3 separate regions of the Canis lupus genome follow, and regions 1 and 2 are each linked to region 3. Evidence: chromatin contacts called from public Hi-C data. All regions are on one chromosome and are shown on one strand. The core of a region is the stretch at or near the end of the contact, and the rest is flanking DNA. Distances in the headings are between cores, read along the strand shown. Region 1 overlaps BICD1 (protein bicaudal D homolog 1). Region 2 holds the start of DNM1L (dynamin-1-like protein). Region 3 holds the start of ETFBKMT (electron transfer flavoprotein beta subunit lysine methyltransferase).

What was found. Hi-C and Micro-C count contacts between places; a contact is called where the count stands out from the background.
Region 1: a Hi-C map of skin fibroblasts shows a contact between it and region 3, with 2.5 times the contacts expected there. The contact joins the enhancer-like site here to the promoter of ETFBKMT in region 3. A contact is called at or near these places in 4 of 9 Hi-C or Micro-C datasets (amygdala, blood, liver and 1 more).
Region 2: a contact with region 3 is called in a Hi-C map of blood, with 4 times the contacts expected there. The contact joins the promoter of DNM1L here to the promoter of ETFBKMT in region 3. A contact is called at or near these places in 2 of 9 Hi-C or Micro-C datasets (both in blood).

What each region holds. Positions count from the first base shown.
Region 1 is chr27:30,036,248-30,039,036 of UU_Cfam_GSD_1.0, reverse strand. BICD1 (protein bicaudal D homolog 1) reads right to left here. Exons shown (of 10, transcript XM_038577222.1): 4 at 149-574. Among named protein-coding and RNA genes, the nearest start is that of FGD4, 71 kb to the left of the region's middle. Within about 2 kb of position 1,491, at least 2 of the 20 cell types and tissues checked have an H3K27ac peak or open chromatin away from gene starts, as enhancers often do.
Region 2 is chr27:30,359,977-30,362,693 of UU_Cfam_GSD_1.0, reverse strand. DNM1L (dynamin-1-like protein) reads right to left here and starts at 1,437. Exons shown (of 19, transcript XM_038577238.1): 1 at 1,198-1,437. The coding sequence starts at 1,414.
Region 3 is chr27:29,459,333-29,462,032 of UU_Cfam_GSD_1.0, reverse strand. ETFBKMT (electron transfer flavoprotein beta subunit lysine methyltransferase) reads right to left here and starts at 1,395. Exons shown (of 3, transcript XM_038577206.1): 1 at 1,128-1,395. The coding sequence starts at 1,318. LOC106557923 (a long non-coding RNA gene) reads left to right here and starts at 1,321. Exons shown (of 4, transcript XR_005380012.1): 1 at 1,321-2,700.

The DNA.
Region 1 (2,789 bases), core at 242-2,741, 580 kb before region 3:
AAAAAATACTGTACTTTTAAAGTTGCTAGTTGAAGAAGCAATATCTCAAAAAATAAGCTAGAAGTAAAATATGAGAACAAGAAATCCCAAAACAGATGACATGCAGTCTACAAGAAATCCACTCTAACAGCCCTAAAAGAGATCTTACCTGCATTAGTTGCTGCTTCAACTTCTGTATTTCTGAAATGTTCAGCTCACTGAATAAGTCAGAAACAGGGTGTAGAGACTCTCCTTTCCTTAAAGTGGGAGTCCGATAGTCTCCATTCAGTTTCACAAGGGGCCCATGGATATGCCCATTCATTTTGTCATCATTGTTTGGTTCACTGGCATCCTCTGTGAACTTGAGGCCATCTACAGAGATGCTGATATGGTTATCATTGAGGGTGATGTACTGGGAGAGCTCCTTCCGCAGGATGTTCTTTTGCTCCCTCTCATTTTTTAAGGTCTCAAGGGCTTCTTCCAGTTGATGCTCCGCGATTTCTTTCAACCGGATGGCATCTTCCAGTTGGCTGTTTAATAGCACAGTTTCCTCCTCAAATCGCTTAATCTCATGCTTTAAGCCTTCATATTCAACCTGAATTAGATAGGATAAAGAAGATTCATAAAACTAAAATTTGGGTCTTACAAAACTGCCATTAACCACTCTAGCAGACCTAATTGTTTAAAAAATTGAAATGTTACACTACTTTTATTGTATACCTGAAACTAATATAACACTGTATGTTAACTAAAAAAAAAAAAAAGCACACAGTATATATACTCTTAAGGTAACATAGGATGGTTTCTTTGGAAATTACATATAATTTATAATGTATTATTATATAACTAATATATAATTTATAAATAGTTTTATATAATTCATATATGTAAACTAAATTCTTCGTAGAGATGAAAAAGGGGTCTTAGAATTTCTTTTTATGAGGACCAATGGCCAAAAGGGGGCACTGTTTGCCTTAAAAAAAAAACAGGAATAAAAAAAATAAGTATTGGAATATTTACAACCTAGAAAATATCTTATCATCACTATTACTCTGTCCTATGATGAGAAAATTTTTATATTTAAAGATAAATAACCTAAAAGATCATAATAAGAATTTAATCTCAAATTATGTTTGAGAGTAAAATGAAGCAAAGAAAAAATTTTTTTTTTTTCAAAGAAAAATTTTATGTGCTTAATCTGGAATAACAGTACTGATTGATTATCTGATAATAAAAAAACATATATTGTCATCAATGTAATATTCCTTTATTTTTAAGATTTTATTTATTCATGAGAGACACAGAGAAAGAGAGAGAGAGACAGAGAGAGGCAGCGACATGGGCAGACAGAGAAGCAGGCTCCACACAGGGAGCCCAACATGGGACTCAATCCCGGGTCTCCAGGATCAGGCCCTGGCCTGAAGGCAACGCTAAACCGTGGCCTAAACTGCTGAGCCACCAAGGCTGCCCTGTAATATTCCTTTAAATTGAGAACCAAATAGCCTGTGTAAACACACTATTGGTCATGAAAGCCCCAAAGGGAAAGAGGTCTCTACACCGACAGGCCTTCTTTGAGGCCTTGTCCATGGCACTAATTACATGCTACTTTTTAATAACTATTTTATCTCCACAACTATACTGAAGTCTCCTCAGAAGAAACAAATACTTGTTATGCACCCAAGTGTCCCTCAGTGCTTCAATATACTGTCATAGTATTTCAACTGAATTCTGCTCTTCAACAAATGTTTGCTATTATGAATGAAAAAATAAACTAGAAAAGGTAATATAATAGATATTAGATACTAATATAAACTATGTGCTTTGTTGTACATTTATTTTACTGTTTATATTCAAATTTGTTTTTCAAGAAATATTTTATTATTTATTTATGTATTTAGATTTTATTTATTTATTTATTTGAGAGAGAGAGAGAGATTGAGCATGCATGAGCAGAGGAGGGGCAGAAGCAGAATCCCCACTGAGCAGGGAGCCAGAGGCAAGGCTCAATCCCAGGACTCAGAGATCATGACCTGAGCTGAAGGCAGATGCTTAACCAACTAAGCCACCCAGGCACTCCAAGAAATATTTTTAAAAATGAAAGAATAAGGATCATGGACCATTACCATTTTCATCTTTTTATATTCCACTCCCCACCCCATCCCCCTTCTTCACATAACCTCAGTGCAATGGATTATCTTGCAAAGGTTAGGATAACAGGTTTTTTTTTTTTTTTTTTTTTAAGATTTATTTATTCATGAGAGACAGACAGAGAGAGAGAGGCAGAGACACAGGCAGAGGGAAAAGCAGGCTCCCTGCAGGGGACTACTCCAGGATCACACCCTGGGCCAAAGGCAGCCCTAAACCGCTGAGCCACCAGGGTTGCCCAGGATAACAGTTTTTGATACAGGTTTAGGTCAGATGGAGGGTTGGCTGATGTAACAGAGACCTAGATAAGTGTAATTTAATCTAGATAGAAGCTTGGTTCTTTCTCATGTAACACTATGGAGATACAGTCAAGGGCCAGCAGGATTCTCAGCTGCATGAGGTCATCCAGGAACCAGGCTTCTTCTATCATATTGCACTGCCTCCTACTCTGGTCCATATGATCTAAGGTGGCTTGATCATGTCTCAAGCAGTGGGCCAAAGTAAGGGGCACACTCCTTCTCTTTAAGAATATGTCTCAAAAGGTGCCCATATCACTTCTTAAATCCCACTGACTGGTACTAATCACATGACACTTCCAAGGGAGGTGAAGAATGTTGACTTTACCTGACTTTACCCTGTGTAGCCTTATGGTCAGTTAAGGGTGA
Region 2 (2,717 bases), core at 188-2,687, 900 kb before region 3:
TCCTACAGCAGACCAAGCAAATGTGTTTCTGAAATAATTTCTAGAACTTGATTTAAAAGCAAGAAAAAGTACAGAATGTCTATGGTCTCCAAGTGTTTGAAAATATTCTATAGTACTTTGACCATTAAATTCCCTCTCGTAATATTTATACTCTAAAATGCTGTAGCAAGATACAGCAATAGAAAATGAGTAAACCGTCCCCTTCTCAACCGAATAGATTAAGAAATGAAAACACTTAAAATCAATATATCAAGTAATCTCTATAATGTGTTTCTCTGAACGCTTAAAAAAAAAGTCCTAGGATTCTTAAACCAAGAAACACAGCAGGCAGAAAAAATGAAACTTGTACTACTTCTCTGTCACTCTAGAAATAATTTATTTCTTCGACATTTCTGCCTATTAAATACGATGTTATCTAGGAGACCCAAAAACGAAAAGACCTGAGAACCTTGATGCCCAATTTGGATGGAATACAAAAACCACAGTCTATGCATTAAAACTGGTTATTCCTTCCCAAGTACAGGTGGTTTCGAGGGAGATGTTTCTGTTTGTTTGTTTGTTTGTTTGTTTGTTTTGGAGGGCTCCTTTTGCTTTTTGGGTTTTGTTTTTTGTTTTTTTTTTTTTTTGTAATTGCTTCGGCGATCTCGAACCCTGAAGGGATCGCACTGCAGGCAAACACTCAGGTTGTCAGACAGCTGCGGCCTTCTCGGCCCCGACCCGGCCGCTCCAAAACTGACTCCGCATCCCCGGAGCAAGCCAAGGAGAGGAATAAAAAAAGCCACGCTCCCTAAAACTACCCGAGGAGGGCCAGCTGGCCCACCACGAGCCCAGGGTGGCCCCGCGTGCCCCGCGCGTCCCCCAGCTGCCCTTGCAAGCAGCCGCCCGCCGGCCCAGCCGCGCCCGGTCCCCACGGGCTCCAGTTCCGCCCGCCGGCGGGTCCCTCCCCCAGCCCGCCCCCGAGACCCGCGGGGCCCGCCGCGCCGGCTCCGCCCCTCGCCTCCCGACCGGGCCCGGATTCCCAGGCCCCGAGCAACGCAGCCCCAGGCGGAGAGGCGCGGCCGAGCCCGGGGAGCCCCGGCGCCCCCAGCAAAGGCCGCAAAGGCCGCAAAGGCCAGCCGGGAGCGGGCGCCGCCGCGAGCCCCCCACCGGGCCCGCGCCGGGGCTCCGGCCTGAGCGGACACCGCCCTCGTCGCTTACCTGCGTCCCCACCACGACGATCTGAGGCAGCTGGATGATGTCGGCGCCCACCGTGTTGAAGACATCCTGGAGCTTGTTGATAACAGGAATTAGCGCCTCCATGACTCCGAGAACGCGGGACCCTCGCCCGGCCGGCCGCGGCAATGAATGGGGCCGGGGCCCAGAGTCCGCCTCCTTCCTCCTCTCCTCCGCCCTCTCCTCGGGAGCCGGCACCCATTGGACCCCGCCCGCCCGCTACCTGCCCCCTCCCGGCGGGCCGTGCGCTAAGAGGAAGGTGGAGAGGAGCAAAGTCTGCCGGGAGTTGTAGTTCTGGGGGGGGTGGAGGACCGCGGGGGGCCTACGGCTTCCAGAAGGCTGTGCGGCGCCGGGCGGAAGGAGGAGCTGGGAAGGCCGGCTGCGCGGGCTCGTGTCGGAAGGCTGGGGAGCCAGGCCGCGAGGGTGGGAAGGAAGAGACCCACTTACGCCCATTTGCGGGGCGCAACGAGGGTGAAAATGCCGGAAGGGAATATGTGTTAAGTACAGCGGAGTATCCTGATGATCCAAGATGCCATTTCCTTATGCAGAAGCTTGCTTAACAGGGACGGGTTGAAGAGACTTAAAGGAATAGCTCGTCGCCTCTGGCGCCCCAACCAGGTGCTCGGGGTGTGGAGGCTGATTCTGCAGAGGGCGTGCGCGGCTATTTTGCAAAACAAAGCAAAACAAACAGAACGTCGGTCCCAGTTAGAACACGCGGGTTCTCCCAAGATTTTTGTGAAAACGTCTTCAAAATAGCATGTTCAGAAAGAATCTTAGGTGAAGAGTTTTTGGAGGGAAAGGGCTAAGCCCTTGTTCTCTATATTCTGTATAAAATGTTATTTTGCCCTGACTCCTGGCAAAGTGGAAATCGATCTGAGAACTGCCTTGCTTTTTTTTTTTTTTTTTGGCTAAGTGCACCTACGGTAGTAGTCAAAATTTGCCTTTTTATATTCTTTATTTTTTTTATTTTATTTATTTATTTATTTATTATTTATGATAGTCACAGAGAGAGAGAGAGAGAGGCAGAGACACAGGCAGAGGGAGAAGCAGGCTCCATGCACCGGGAGCCCGACGTGGGATTCGATCTCGGGTCTCCAGGATCGCGCCCTGGGCCAAAGGCAGGCGCCAAACCGCTGCGCCACCCAGGGATCCCCTATTCTTTATTTTTTTAAAGATTTTATTTATTCATGAGAGACACACAGAGACAGAGAGAGAAGCAGGCTCCATGCAGGGAGCCCGTCGTGGGACTTGATCTTCGGACTCCAGGATCACGCCCTGGTCATAGGCAGGTGCTAAACCGCTGAGCCACCCACGGATCCCTGCCTTTCTTTTTAGACAGATACCTCTCCTCTACTCCAAACCTCCAAAGATTTATCTCAAAAAAAAAATAAATAAATAAAAAAGGTGACATTTGAGCAAAGATCTAAAGTAGTTGATAAGAGGTGTGCCTGGGTGGTGCAGTCCGTAAAGCACCTGCCTTGGGCTGAGGTCATGATCCTGGGGAC
Region 3 (2,700 bases), core at 146-2,645:
ACTCCGGATCAAGTCCCACGTCGGGCTCCCTGCGTGGAGCCTGCTTTTCCCTCTGCCTGCGTCTCTGTGTGTCTCTCATGAATAAATAGATAAAATCTTTAAATATGTATTATAATTATATATTGTGTCAATATATATTATCACATATTATATAATTATATAATTAAATTATATGATTATATAATATATACATTATAATACATTATATGTATTATAGTATATTATACAATATATTTAATTTAAATTAATATATATTTGATGTATTAATATAGTATATATATGATTAAATTACATGTTAATATATATTTAATATTTAATATATATTTAAATTAAATGTGACATAAAGATTATGTATTATATATTTAGTATATTAATACATTTAATTCATATATATAAATATATCAGAACACAAGGCAGGCGAAATGCCCGTCAGGCCACCTGTGTGTGAGCTCGGGCTAGATTCTCAGTGGGTGTCACCCCCCACCACGCCCCGGGACCCCAGGGTCTCCGACAGCCTCGCTTCTCTCACTGGACTGATCCCGTTAGGAAGTGCTGGGTCTGCCCTTCAGGGCCGAGGCCTAAGCTTAAAAACACAGCGGAGCGGGTGCCTGGGCGGCTCAGGCTGTTGAGCGTTTGCGTCTGGCTCAGGTTATGACCCCGGGGTCCCGGGGTCCCGGGATCAAGTCCCATAGGGGTTCCCTATGCAGTGGGGACTCGGCTGCTCCCTCCATCTCTGCCCCTCCCCACACAGTGCTCGCTCTCAAATAAAACCCTTATTTTTTTTCTAAAGATTTTATGTATTTATTCATGAGAGGCGCAGGCATAAATAAAATCCGTAAAACCAAAACCAAAACCACAGCAGGGACGCCCGGGTGGCCCAGGGCGGGATCCCGGGTCGCGGGATCGAGGCCCACGTCGGGCTCCCCGCATGGAGCCTGCTTCTCCCTCTGCCTCTCTCTCTCTCTCTCATGAATAAGTAAAAATAAATAATTAATTGAAATGTTTTTTTAAAACACAGCAAAGAGGATTGTGGTTCGGGACACCCCGCGGGCTAGCGCGGCGCCTCCCCGCCCCCGTGAAGCATCCTCTGGGAACCCGGGACTGGGCGCGGCACACTCGGTCGGTACCTGCGTTCCTTGTTGAGGAGAGAGGACGGGTTAAAAGGGGGAAGCTCCAAACGCGTCCGTGACCACGTTATTTCCCTCCGAGAACGGGAGTCCGCCTTAAAGGCGCAGGCGCAGTCCTTTTGTCCTTCCCAGGCTGGGCTATGAGCGCGCGGGGAAGCTAAGCCCTCGCCTTTGAGCGTCTTTCCCGGCATGCTTTAGAGCCGCACCCGGCGCGCGGCGGCCCCGCGGGGAGGCGGACGCTGGGCTCCCAGTGCGGAGCGCGGAGCGCGGGTCCCGCCCCCCTTCCCAGCAGCCTCTCCGCCTTTGCCAACCTTTCTTAAAGGGGCCGGGCCTCCCGAGGAGGAGCGGGGCACCTGAGGTCGCTCAGCGAGGGAGGGACCCCGAGCTCCGGTTCCTGCGAAATCCAGTCAAACTGTGGAGCGTCTGCTCTGTGCCAGCCACGCCTTGGAGACGGGGCAGCGTTGCTCTTCCCTTCCTCCACCCTACAAAGCTGCTTCCAGCTGCTCGCAGAATTACATTGGCCTTAAACACATCCGCAGAACAACCCCGAGTTGCATGTTGTGCCTGGGGGGACGCCAGTGCGGAGACAGAAGGGGCGAGGAGCTCTGGGTGTCATCCTGAGCTAAGGTGAAGGGAGTTGGGCTCTTCAAAGGGAAGGAGAGTAATTCACAGAAGACGACAAGGAGTAAATGTGTGCTGGGCCGCACAGAAGCAAGGGGATGGCGAGAGCGATCGTCAGACTTTGCTAAACTCCTACCTGTCTCACCTGCGTCCCACGGTACTGCAGTTACCTATGGTGAGAGATCTCTTCTGGAGCAGGTCCTCTGTTGAAATTTTTTATTTTTTTTATTTTTATTAAGAGACACAGAGAGAGGCAGAGACACAGGCAGAGGGAGAAGCAGGCTCCATGCAGGGAGCCCGACGTGGGACTCGATCCCGGGACCCCAGGATCACGCCCTGGGCCGAGGGCAGGTGCTCCTCCGCTGAGCCACCCAGGCGTCCCATGTTTAAATTCTTTTAAGCAGTTGGAGGAGGCCAGTTTCTCCCTGAGTCTTTTATACCTTGATGGTTTTCAGCTCAGAAATAATCCACAAAAAACAAAACAAAAAAAAAAAAAAAAAGAAAGAAAGAAAAGAAAAAAGAAAAAGAAAAAGAAAAAGAAAGAAAAGAAATGATCCACAAGCCAAATAATCCACACACACACATATGAAAAAAAAAAAAAAGATCCACAAGCCAAAGTGGCACCTCTCGGGGCAATTCCTCCACAGCCCCTACGCACACCTGGGCACCAGGCATGCAGCGCGGAGCAACCCAGACGCACCGTAAGCCCTCCGTGACAGCTTAAATCCCGAAGGACGTCCTCTCTTTTCTAATTTTCATAGATATACACTATAAATCTGTTTGCAACCTTTATCACTCAAGTTCTGGACCCACGTGTCCATCTTGCAACCCTCCACCTATTCCAAACTCCACTCGCCTCCGTACCTGACCCTGAAAACCCTCTCTGGGGTGTCAAAGGAGAAAGAAAATTGACCTCCAGTAAGGAACAGGCAAATCGGGTTTCTGCACCTGA